Regions from separate parts of the Mus musculus genome. Here regions 1, 2 and 4 are each linked to region 3. The links are chromatin contacts, called in public Micro-C and promoter capture Hi-C maps. All regions are on one chromosome and are shown on one strand. The core of a region is the stretch at or near the end of the contact, and the rest is flanking DNA. Distances in the headings are between cores, read along the strand shown. Region 1 holds the start of Nags (N-acetylglutamate synthase). Region 2 overlaps Gm33662 (a long non-coding RNA gene). Region 3 holds the start of Meioc (meiosis specific with coiled-coil domain). Region 4 holds the start of Spata32 (spermatogenesis associated 32).

What was found. Promoter capture Hi-C pulls out the DNA fragments that hold promoters and counts their contacts. Hi-C and Micro-C count contacts between places; a contact is called where the count stands out from the background.
Region 1: a contact with region 3 is called in a promoter capture Hi-C map of hippocampal neurons, with 2.2 times the contacts expected there. The contact joins the promoter of Nags here to the promoter of Meioc in region 3. A contact is called at or near these places in 7 of 39 promoter capture datasets (the 3T3-L1 cell line, the HPC-7 cell line, cranial neural crest and 2 more), 1 of 484 Hi-C or Micro-C datasets (pro-B cells) and 1 of 115 datasets of contacts at active chromatin or transcription factors (pancreatic cancer cells).
Region 2: a Micro-C map of embryonic stem cells shows a contact between it and region 3, with 4 times the contacts expected there. The contact joins the enhancer-like site here to the promoter of Meioc in region 3. A contact is called at or near these places in 2 of 484 Hi-C or Micro-C datasets (embryonic stem cells and olfactory sensory neurons) and 1 of 9 other capture datasets (embryonic stem cells).
Region 4: a promoter capture Hi-C map of liver shows a contact between it and region 3, with 2.2 times the contacts expected there. The contact joins the promoter of Spata32 here to the promoter of Meioc in region 3. A contact is called at or near these places in 3 of 39 promoter capture datasets (embryonic stem cells and liver).

Annotation. Positions count from the first base shown.
Region 1 is chr11:102,143,911-102,146,899 of GRCm38.p6, forward strand. It overlaps Nags (N-acetylglutamate synthase), which reads left to right and starts at 1,603. Exons shown (of 7, transcript NM_145829.2): 1 at 1,603-2,081; 2 at 2,580-2,854; 3 at 2,953-2,989. The coding sequence starts at 1,677. It overlaps Gm11586 (a long non-coding RNA gene), which reads right to left and starts at 2,397. Exons shown (of 3, transcript XR_880227.3): 1 at 2,304-2,397; 2 at 1,640-2,171.
Region 2 is chr11:101,926,723-101,929,448 of GRCm38.p6, forward strand. It overlaps Gm33662 (a long non-coding RNA gene), which reads right to left. Exons shown (of 3, transcript XR_389051.3): 3 at 2,472-2,726. Among named protein-coding and RNA genes, the nearest start is that of Gm33662, 9.9 kb to the right of the region's middle. Within about 2 kb of position 1,434, at least 26 of the 459 cell types and tissues checked have an H3K27ac peak or open chromatin away from gene starts, as enhancers often do. A contact at or near this core is called in embryonic stem cells, where this site is marked.
Region 3 is chr11:102,664,293-102,666,992 of GRCm38.p6, forward strand. Meioc (meiosis specific with coiled-coil domain) reads left to right here and starts at 1,293. Exons shown (of 8, transcript NM_001127576.2): 1 at 1,293-1,538; 2 at 2,044-2,193. The coding sequence starts at 1,473.
Region 4 is chr11:103,217,047-103,219,786 of GRCm38.p6, forward strand. Spata32 (spermatogenesis associated 32) reads right to left here and starts at 1,386. Exons shown (of 5, transcript NM_177801.3): 1 at 1,296-1,386. The coding sequence starts at 1,308. It overlaps Gm51920 (a long non-coding RNA gene), which reads left to right. Exons shown (of 3, transcript XR_003949777.1): 3 at 1-142. Gm34823 (a long non-coding RNA gene) reads left to right here and starts at 1,564. Exons shown (of 4, transcript XR_389061.4): 1 at 1,564-1,623; 2 at 2,207-2,368. Map3k14 (mitogen-activated protein kinase kinase kinase 14) reads right to left here. Exons shown (of 16, transcript NM_016896.3): 16 at 2,718-2,740.

The DNA.
Region 1 (2,989 bases), core at 353-2,852, 520 kb before region 3:
AGCCCAGCATTCTATCTGGGACATGTCACCTAGTATCCTCCATCTGGAATGTAATAGGTTTGTTTTTGTTCTCTTCTTATTCTTAAGCATTTTTTTTTTCTGTCTCTGGCAAGTAACAGAAGCCTTCAATCACAAGCCTCATAGGCATAGATTTTAGCTTTAAACAGCCTAAAGCATTAACAGGAACAGAGGAGCATTTGAGGCTGTGACAGTGCTTCCTCAGGGTGGCTCCAGTGTTCTGCAGGTGACAAACCCTGACTGACCTGATCATGAACTCAGACAAGATTTTCTTTTCTTCTTCTTCTTCTTTTTAAAAGATTTATTTATTTATTTTATGTATATAAACATCTACATACTGTAGCTGTACAGATGGTTGTGAGCCTTCATGTAGTTGTTGGGAATTGAATTTAGATGGCTCCGGTCAACTCTGCTTGCTCAGTCCCTGACTCACTCTGGCCCAAAGATTTATTTATTATTATAAATAAGTACACTGCAGCTGTATTTAGACACACCAGAATGATGGCATCAGATCTCACTATGGGTGGTTGTGAGCTACCATGTGGTTGCTGGGATTTGAACTCAGGACCTTCGGGAGAGCAGTCAGTACTCTTACCCGCTGAGCCATCTCACCAGCCCAAATGAGATTTTCTTAAGACAGGGTTTAGGCCAGGCAGTGGTGGCGCATGCCTTCAATCTCAGCACTTGGAGGCAAAGGCAGGCAGATCTCTGAGTTCAAGGCCAGCCCAGTCTACAGAGTGAGTTCTAAGACAGCCAGGGCTACACAGAGAAACCCTGTTCCTTAAAAGAAAAAGAGCAGGGTTCCTTAGCTTAGGCTGGCCTTGAATTGCTTATAAAGTCAAGGATGACCTTGAGCCTGATCCTTCTGATTCCTCCATGTGGAGGACATTCCCAAATGTGGCCATCACCGCCCCCCCCCCCGTTCATTTTGTTTTGTTTTGTGTTTTTGTCTATTTTTTTAGGTTTATTGTTGTTGTTGTTGTGTTTCTTGTTTTTTGAAGTGGGATCATCTCTCTATAATATGTAGCCCCTTGGCTGTCCTGGAACTCTCAAAGTAGACCAGACTGACCTTGAACTCGTGGATACAGGCCTGCCTCTGCCTCAGGAGTTCTGGGTTTTATCTTTTGAGACAAGGCTCCCCCGCTATGTAGCCTATGTTCTCCTCCTGCCCGGACCTCCAAGGAACTGAGAGTACAAATATGTCACACCAAGTCCTGCTTGACAACAGGACTTTGTATCCATATGCTGCAGTGAGGACCACACCCCCTGTGTTCAACTTTCCCAGACTCCTTCCAACTCAAATCACTTGCATGACCCTGCAAATTCGCACGCACACCTAGGACATCTGAGCGCTTTCTAAATCCAGCATTTTGGTAGCAGATCAAAGAGCTCCACCACTCTAAATCTGACCTTCGTGACCCTCACTAACGGTTCCGTACCCCCATACACAAGGGGCGGAGAAGTCTAGAGGCGCCACCCTCTGGTCTGTGACTTGCCACACCTCAAACGCACCCAGAAGCCACTCCGGGCCTCCTATCCCATCCCGCCCCGAGTCTGATCCAGCCCAGATCAGCGGCAAGTTAAGAACCCCTAGTGCTGTGCGCTCCAGAGCGACCGTCACCTGTGGGTGGGGGGGACGAGTGGGTTTGGTTGTCGTCATGGCGACGGCGTGGGTGGCCACAGCCCTGCGGTCTGCTGCAGCGGCCAGAAGGTTGCGCAGCCCGGGAGGTCCTGGGGGCTCACGGAGACTGAGTGGCAGCGCGCGGCGGCGCGGGGCAAAGAGCGCCAGCCCGGGACGCCGGCTCAGCACCGCCAGGGCTCACGCAGAGGACGCCGAGGGCGCTAAGGGTCGTGTCCAGTCTCCTGCGGTCGAGGAGCCGTCGTGGACACCGCTTCCAACGCCCCTCGAATCCCCTGCGCCTCCCGCCGGCAGATCACTGGTGCAGCGGGACATCCAGGCCTTCCTGAACCAGTGTGGTGCCAGCCCGGGGGAAGCACGCCACTGGCTCACGCAATTCCAGACCTGCTACCATTCGGTGGACAAGCCCTTCGCCGTCATGGAGGTAAGCCGATCCCGGTGTCGTCGTGTCACTGTCATGAGATGGTGACTGTTCAATAGTACGTCGTAGGTCTCAGCATGCCTAACTGTGAATCTGGAGAGCAGAGGCGTTGAGTTAGTGCTGGGGATGGAGAAAGCCATAAGGCTACGAAAACCGCCCTTGGCGCTAAGGAGAAGGCTGGGAAGCCCGGGCCTCCAGAAGTGATGTCTGACAAAGGCCTCTCACCGTGGAAGCAGTTAGGGGTTCAGTCGGCTGAGCTGTCGCACTACCCCTCCCCCCAAGGTGTCCCAGAGTCCAAGGCCGCTGGGAGGAGCTGAGGGAGGAACATTAGTGCTAGATAAGGGGGTGGCTAAGACCCAACGGGCAAAGGGCGGAGCAGTCGGCCAAAAGTGGGGCCCAATGGCTCCTAAGTAGAATGTGGTCACTGAGGGTCCTAAAGCCCGATTAGGAACAGGCGGCTTAGAGTCAGTGTCGCGTCCCTGAACGTCCACTTCTGTACAGGTCGATGAGGAGGTGATCCGGTGCCCGCAGGCGGTATCCCGCCTGGCTTTCGCCCTGGCCTTCTTGCAACGCATGGACATGAAGCCACTGGTGGTTCTGGGGCTGCCTACCCCCACGGCACCTTCTGGCTGTCTTTCCTTCTGGGAAGCTAAGGCGCAGCTTGCTCAGAGCTGCAAGGTGCTGGTGGATGAACTAAGGCACAACGCGGCTACTGCTGTGCCCTTTTTTGGCGGCGGATCAGTACTGAGCGCTGCGGAGCCAGCTCCCCATGCCAGGTTAGTGTCAACCCAACCTGCCCCGGCATCCTCAGAGAGGGCGGACCACTCTGCTGGCCCTGCCCTGGTCCCGCTCAAGCACCACATCTGGCCCACAGCTACGGTGGCATCGTCGCGGTGGAGACAGACCTGTTG
Region 2 (2,726 bases), core at 184-2,683, 740 kb before region 3:
TTTCTCACGGCAAGGCAATTTGTGTTGACCGTGGTCTGTGGTGACACTAACACCTTCCGGGCTCACCACAGCCTCGGCAGAGAGGAGGGAGGAGGGCCAGATACAGGGCTGTGGAGGTGGCAGAGGCAGCAGGCGAAGGGGTCACTGCTCAGGGCTGTCTTGTGACACTAGAGAGACAGAGGCTCCCCAGAGACCTGAGGCCTTCCATTCCTGAAGGAAGCCCTCTGACTAAACCTGGCAAAGGTGGCTTCCTCAACGTGCAGGAGAGGCCACCCTTAGTCAGTCTGCTATGAGACGGAGTCCTTTTAAATGAGTAGCGACTGTACACTTTTACTTGAAAACTCTTGGTTAAAATAATGCTAGTAACATGACTCTTGGAGCTGTCTGATTAAAAAAAAAAAAAAAAAAAAAAAAAAGCTGTGGCCAGCAATGTTGGGCGCCATATTTGATCCATTCAGCAACAACATCTGCCCTAGTAGAAGTTAGGGGTCAGTGGGTAAGGGTATCTAAAATGACACCCAACAAGCTGCTGAGGGCACAGCAGGGCAAACTTTCGGTAGCATCCCCCAACTTCCCAGTCTTCTACATCCTACACCCCGTGCCCCTCCCCCACACTGTACCCTGGACTTGGTCCTGAGCTGTCTGCCAAGCCCTGCTCCCCTGAGACCAGGTTCCCATCACTGGGGTGGCCTGGGCAGCTGCCAGCCAACAGCGTTAATTACTACGGACTTGCAGGGAGCTCAGCGAGCCCCCACCCCCTACATTCCCATTTCTAAGTGGGAACTGAACGGGCCCACCATGGGTAAAAGGGGTGTGAGCAGGCACCTGTTCATCCCTTGCTGGGTTCCCAGGCCCCTAGAGCTCCTGGTAATAGTGACCGGTTGCCCTGTAAGCAGTGGGTGAGCAGGTTTTTAATCTTGGAGACCCCTCAGATACCAGCTGGGAAGTGGGATTTGTCAAAACGGGAGGGAGGTCCTGTCTGTGAATGTCAGAGCTCATTTCAACACAAAGGGGGCATCCCTGGAGCAGTGCCCCATCCCTCTAACCTCCCCTGACCTCAGAGCCACTCTACAGCATGTAGAGGGAGCCACCAGCATGCCCAGTCACAGATGCCTGAGTCTGGGACTGGATAGCTTACTCGGGTACCTGGCAAGTTGAGACTCTCCCTAGCTTGACTTTCATCCCCCACCCCCCCCACCCCCCCCCCACCCCCCCCCGCGCGCCTCTAGACTTCTCTACCTGTTTGTTGCCTGTCAGCAGCTGTCAGCAAAGAGCACCACTTAGCCGCCAGGTCTTAGCCCTCAAGATCCAGGTCTTAGCCCTCAAGGGTAGAGATCAAAAGCTATGGACGCCGCTATGTGGCCTCGGGGCAAGTGGCTCTTCCCATGGCCTCTGCACTGGAGGCCAAGCTGACTCAGCACTTGCCGCACGCACGCCCAGCGTGCGTTCTGGCCTTGAAATGCCTGATCTGACACAGGCTGTGATAATGACCCTGTGACCTCAATCTTGCCATTCCCAGTTGACGCAGGCAGCCTGGGAGGGAGATCTGGGGCAGGAGCTGAAGCTAGGCCTCTTAGTGTAGACCTTTCCCCCTAGGCCGCCCCGGCGCCTGAGTGATTACAAGAACTCCTACAGTCTAAAGTGACGGAACAGGGGTCCTGTAGGCAGATTCTCATGCCTTTTCAGTCTCATGTCTTTTCAGTCACCCCCTGACCACCTGTGAGTGGCTCTCCGATGTCACTCCGATGTCAGACTGCTGTGTGTGTGTGTGCCCCAGGGCGAAGTCTCCGGCCTCAGAGTCTTTCTGCATACAGTCTTGCAAGGTGCCGCCTCCGCCCAAGAGCTCACCCTGGTGCACCTGGTGACCTCCTGGGAGTCAGTCATTTTTTAGCTCCCCGCCGAAGCGCCCTCTGCTGGAATCTTCTGTCCTCAGCACTTAAAACTGTGTCTGCCACAAGCCGTATCCCTCAACCAAATATCCGAAATCCACAGTGCTCTGAAATCAAAAGACCTTTTTGAATGGGATGCGACAGCCCATCCTCGGCTACAGACTGAGTTTCAGGTCAGCCTGGACTACAGAGACTTTGTCTTAAAACAAAGCAAATAAACGCCCAACCCAAACGAAACCAAACAAAAAATTTTGGAGGGCACGGCGTGCCACTCAAAAGGCTTCCGGTTTCAAAGCACTTTGAGTTTGGACTTTTAGATTAGAGAAGATGGTCAGTATTATGTTATGAAAAAAAAAAACCTGTAAACCAGAAAAGCTGTAAATTCAAAAATGCTTCTGGGTCCCCGGTACTTTGGGCAAAGGATGCTCGACATGTGCTCTGTGTAGACTTGCTCCGTGGACAGATGAACAGTAGCCACACCAAGGCTGGAGAGATGGCTCAGCAGGTAAGAACACCGACTGCTCTTCCAGAAGTCTTGAGTTCAAATCCCACAACCACATGGTGACTCACAACCACCCATAATGAGATCTGACTCTCTCTTCTGGAACAAGCAGGTCCGACCAGAGTAAGCAGAGGTCGTAAAAATTCAATTCCCAACAACCCCATAAAGGCTCACAACCATCTGTATGCTATACTCATACACATAAAATAAATAAATCTTTTAAAAAAAGTAGCCATACTCCCAACTAAAACCAAACATCAAGGACAGGGCTTCATTGCTAGAGTACTTGCCTAGCACACACAAAGACCTGGGCTCCATCGCTAGCCCTGAATAGA
Region 3 (2,700 bases), core at 43-2,542:
AGATAGGTCCTTGCTGAGGAGGTACACTGGTCGGCCAGTGAGGCCCCGTGATCCAACTGGACCTCCCAAGCGCTGGGATTACACATTTATCACACCTGGGATTTTTTTTGCCATCGGTTTTGAAGATGAGACTTAGGTTCTCATACTTGACGGCAAGTAATTTACTATCACCCCAACACCAAATCTCTTTTTTAAAGTTTGTGTGTGTGTGCCCATGCGCACGTACTTGCCCATTTGTGTCTGTGTTGGAAGCCAGAGTTTGATATGGTGTATTTCCTCTGTCATTCCCCATCTTGAGTTATAGATGGTTATGCATCTGAAAAAACCGTCAGGTCTGCGTGGGCCAGTAAACTCATCCCCCTAATCTACCTCATTAGTGCCCGAGCTAAATGATTAATCCGGTGCGTCTCAAATTTTGATTTGAAGTGCAAACACCCTTAAAACGCCTGTGTTTACTCCTTTAAAATTTCAGTGCCCCCCTTCTCCGTGCTCGCGCATACACACATTTTTGAGGACTTTGCATTTTTCTAAGACCCTAATCAGACTATGTCATCATCTCGTAAGGTCGCCGGAATAGCTAGAAAACAGCAAACTATTTTTAGCTAAATTACTATTACTAGCTAAATAACAACAACAAACTCAAAACAAAACAAACAAAAATTCAGGGTGAAGTTTCCTTGAAAAGTCATATTCATATTTAATAGTCAAAACACCTTCACCCTAAAGGAAACCTGGTCCCAGGACAGCGGACAGCTCTCACCATTTAAGCTCTACAAGGGTTTCGTTTCTTTGCCCTCTGAAAAAGGCTACAACAGTCTACTGGGCTGGCGGCTCTGTAGAGTTCTGGGAACTAGGGGCGGAGAACAAGACCCAAAACGAAGATGTTGGCCTCGGGTGCCCTCGGGTGCCGGGCGGAGGGCTTTCGGGTCATCGGCCTGTTGCTGTGCGATTTCTCTAATCTCCCAACCACCGCTACCAAGCCAGTAGGCGCGCGCGCCTCCCATCAGCCAATCAGCGGGCCTGTGCTCGTCCGTTCTGGCCAATCCCGAGCGAGCTTCCTTTGAGCGGGAAACATCTTCAGCCCTGGCCTGAGAGCAAGCCTAGGGCGAAGTCGGCTAACTGCTCCTTCTTAGTCTTGTCTCTGGGGGGGCAACAGACCCTGGAGGCGGTCGCCCATTGGCTGGGCCGCGGGCCAATGAGGGGTGCGAGATGAGGGGCCTCCTGGGCGTGGGCGTGGGCGGGGCGCCGGCGGCCGGTGCCTAGTCGCGAGGCGCGGGGAGCAATGTAACGGCCTCTTCGTCGCACCGTCTCGGCTCGGCCCCCCACCCACAGAGCGGCTCCTGGCAGCGCCGACGGCGGCTGCGGCAGCGGTAGCGGTGGGGTGCGGGCTGAGGGAGCTGGGCCTCGACGTCCTCCCTCACCCCCGTACCCCGGGAGCTGTTAACTAGCTCAGGAGGAGCTGGGGGGCCCCCATGGAGGTGAGCGGCGGAGACACCTGCCGGCCCCGTCACCCCCAAGGCCTGAGGGAGGGACCTGAGGTAACTGGCGGGGGTCGGGGGGACTTCGAGGATGGCAGCCCCCGGGAGAGACGCTGAGGAGAAGGCGCGTCCCTCAGCGTGCTTCTTCTTTAAGGAGGCCCGGGTGGTGGCGGGGTGGCGACACGGGAGATTACGGGTCGCGGGTGGGGGAGCCCCAACATGTCGTCGGGCCGAGTCGCGAGTGGGGGAGGGTTGCGAAGTCGCGAGTCTGGGCGAGGGTTGACCTCCCAGAGGCTTCAGAGCGGAGGCGCCACCTCGGTCAGCCAGTCGCAATGGCGCGGAGGCGTCTGTCAGGGCCGTCGAGGGCCGCTGCCGCCGCCGTCGCGCGTCTCAGAGCTGAGGCGCAGTGACGGGGTGGGGAGGAGGGCTTGAAGAGGAAACGAGGGAGCGGGGTTGGGGGGCCCGAGTTAGTGTCCCCTAAGGATCTGCAGTTAGACGGCCCAGGCTACAGCCCCAGCTGCGCGGCGCTCCGTGACCACCCGGCTTTTCCCCCGTTTCCGAGCAGCCGAAGGTGGCGGCGGCCGCGGCGGCGTTCCGTGGAAGCGCGAATCGGTGCTGGAACCTCAGCGTCGACACCAGCAATAGATTATCCGACGTCTTCAACAGCATGATGCTGACCGGCTCGGCGCCCTTCTATGATTGCTACAAGTCTCAGGTCCATTAACAAATTCAAGACTTTGCTCGTCCTCCCCCCAGCCCTCCCCCCCCAACCCTCTCCCCACCCCGCCCCCCAATCCTCTCCCCACCCCGCTCCCTTTGTAGTTTCCCCACCACCAAACGCAAACCCAGGACCTTCAGCTCCAGTCCCATACATGTTAAAAAAAACTCCAGTCAGAATTAGAAGCTGGGGAAAACGGGCTTCTTTTACTATTATTATTATTAAGTTCTGTATAGACACCAAAATTTTTTAAATTATATATACATATATATGTATATATGTGTTTATTTTATGGTGGTTTTATGGTGGAGGGGCCACAGAGACGTGGCATGACAACAGATGGAGGTTGGAGAACTTTTCAGTTCTCAGCGTCCACCACGTGGGTCCTAGGGATTGAACTCAGGTCCTCAGGATTGAACTCAGGTCCTCAGGATCAGCAGCAAGCACCCTGCCGCCCAACCGACTGGTCCAGAGGAGAATATTTTAGAGTTTGCACAGTACACA
Region 4 (2,740 bases), core at 136-2,635, 550 kb after region 3:
CCAGTTGGCCTTTCTGTGGGTTCTGCGATCAGAACTCTGGTCCTCACACTTACACGGAAAGTGTTTTTAACTTGCCACCTGCCTGACCCACAAATACTTCTTTAAAAAAAAACAGTTAAGAGTACATTGTTGCTGTCTTCAGACACACCAGAAGAGATCACTGGGTCCCATCACACATGGTTAGGAGCCACCATGTGGGTGCTGGGAATTCAATTGAGGAATAGTCAGTGCTCTTAACCACTGAGCCACCTCTCCAGACCCCACAGATACTTTAAAAAGAGAAACCCCAGTAACTTGTAAGAGGGAGAAACTCACAATGGTTGGCTTTAACATTTTGATTAGTTTTTAACCTAGAATTTGTTTGTTTGTTTGTTTTTTACCTTTTTTCAAGACAGGATTTCTTTGTGTAGCTCTGGCTGTCCTGGAATTCGCCCTATAGTTCAGGCTGGCCTCGAACTTAAAGAGATTCCCCTGCCTCTGCCTCTTTAGTGCTTGGGATTTTGTTTTTGTTTTGTTTTGAGAAAAGGCCTGCGTCTGCTCTGAGGTATGCCTGGATAGAGGGACCCTTGATTTTTTTTTTAATCAGCAAATAAACTCGTCAATACTCTTGAATCAGGGATATTTATTGCTTTGATAAGGTTGAAAAGGAAATGCTGACTTTCAGCTATTAGCCACTGTATTTAAGGGCTAAGGGCAGAGATGGACGAGAGTTGTCTCTGCACCATAGTGCTCTCGACCTTGTTACCAAACGTTTTTCTTGGAAGGGACCTTAAATCTCATGACCGTTAAAACACTACGCGCACCGCACCGCACCGCACTGCACCGCACCGCGCGCACTCTTGGCTTCCCACTGTGATGACGCAAGGCCTTACCGCTCTTCCGGAAGCCCCAAGCCCGCCCATCTGAGCACGTTTCTGGCTGACTCCCGCCTCCTCCCCCCCTCCAGCGTGTTATGGGTTTACTAGCTTTGGCTATCTGATCCTTAGCAGTGTCTCACGCAGATGGATTCGGCGACCACCTTTGCAAAGACATTAAATCCCAAACCCACCACTCTGCCAAACGTGCACGCGTGCACCCGCGAATGCAATCCCATTGGAAAGTTCATTAAGACCCCGCACTCATGCAGCCCCAGCTTTTGCACAGCGAGGAATGCTGCAGTAATCAAAGGCACCCAAAGGGCTTGGCTGGGGTTAGCTTTCCTTTCCTCTCCCCAGGCCAACACCAGTTAGCTTTCCCTTTCTCCGCCTCCGCCCCGCCATTCTGGCGCCTCCCACCACTCGGCCGCCTGCTCGCACCTGTCACCCCCATGCTGCCGGAGGCTCTGTCAGGGAGGCGGGGAGCGGGCTGGTGGCTGCTGCCCCTCCGCCTCCAGTGCGCTCTTTGGCTAGCCCGGTGGAGGGGGGGCTGAAGATGATGGGGGCGCTGGCGCCTGTGATGCTGCGGCTTCTGTGACGTTCAGGCCAGGGGATATGGCATGTAGGAAACTTGAAGGTTCATGCCAATGATGTGGGTGGGAACAAGAAAGGATCTTTTGAGTCTTGGAGGTTGAGCAGACAGCTTCCCCCGCCACCCCCCCCCCCCGGACCAAGACTTGGGGCAGCTGGCCACGCCACAGTAGGCCAGGTATGTGGACAGCGGTCTTGGGTAAGGACGGGGTAGGTGGGGGCTTAGAACCTTATCTGGACAACAAAGCTGCTCCATTTTTGCGGGGAGTCTAGGATTCCTCTAAGGATGGTTGAATCTCAGTCCAAGCTGTGCATGTGTGCAGTACACACACCTGTGCATAGCTTTCCAGGGTGACCTTACAGTTTTTTTACAATTACATTTATTGTGTGTGAAAACTTTCACACCACATCCAGTGTGTGGTGGTCAGAGGACAACTTTTGGGAACAGTCACCTTCCACAGTGACTGTTCCTTTCCTGGGACTAAATTCAGGTTGTCTAGTATTAGATTCCATTGCAGCAGGCTTTAATCACAACCCCCCCCCCCCCAAAAGCTGGACACGGTAGCATAAATTCTTATTTAATTCTGGCAGTGGGGAGGCAGAAGTGGGAGGATTTCTGTGAGTTTGAGGCCAGTCTGGTTGTTCTACGTAGTGAGTTCTAGACAGTCAAGGCTACATCCCATCTCCCACCGCCCAAGTAGTTTTTTCCTTCTGAGACAAAGTCCCATGTAGCCTAGGCTGGCTTCAAATTCTTCTTGTAGCCCAAGGCTGGATTACAGGTGTGTACCATCATAGTCAGCTCATTCTAGGGGCTAGAGGCATATCAGTGCTCTTGTGTCCTCTGCCACCCTATGCTCCGTGATCAAGAAACTCCTGCTGGGCAAGTCATCACCTCACCACGCAGACGCTCAAAGTAATACCAGGTAAGACCTCTTGCCGATGGGCCTCAGGACAGGTGCAGGCAGGTGAGTGGGTCATGCAAGCCCCTCCCCTTCTGGTGCCACTGGGCTGCCTGGCCTCTTGGCCTCCTCCTTTCAGCCCAAGACTTTGGCCAGGGATATCCCTGCTGCTACAGGAGATGGGCATACCAGAGTGGAGGGATTGAGTTGGATATGACAGGTAGCAGGACAAGCAGCTCTCTGGACAGGCTGATGCCAGTCCTCGCTCCAACCACGGAGGCTTGAAGGAATCCACTCCAGCAGCTGTCAGGGTTGTGGAGTACTGCAAGCAGGCAGGCAAAAGAGGCGACATCACAGCCTACAAACACCCATCGTCATTCCAAATTTTATTGCTTA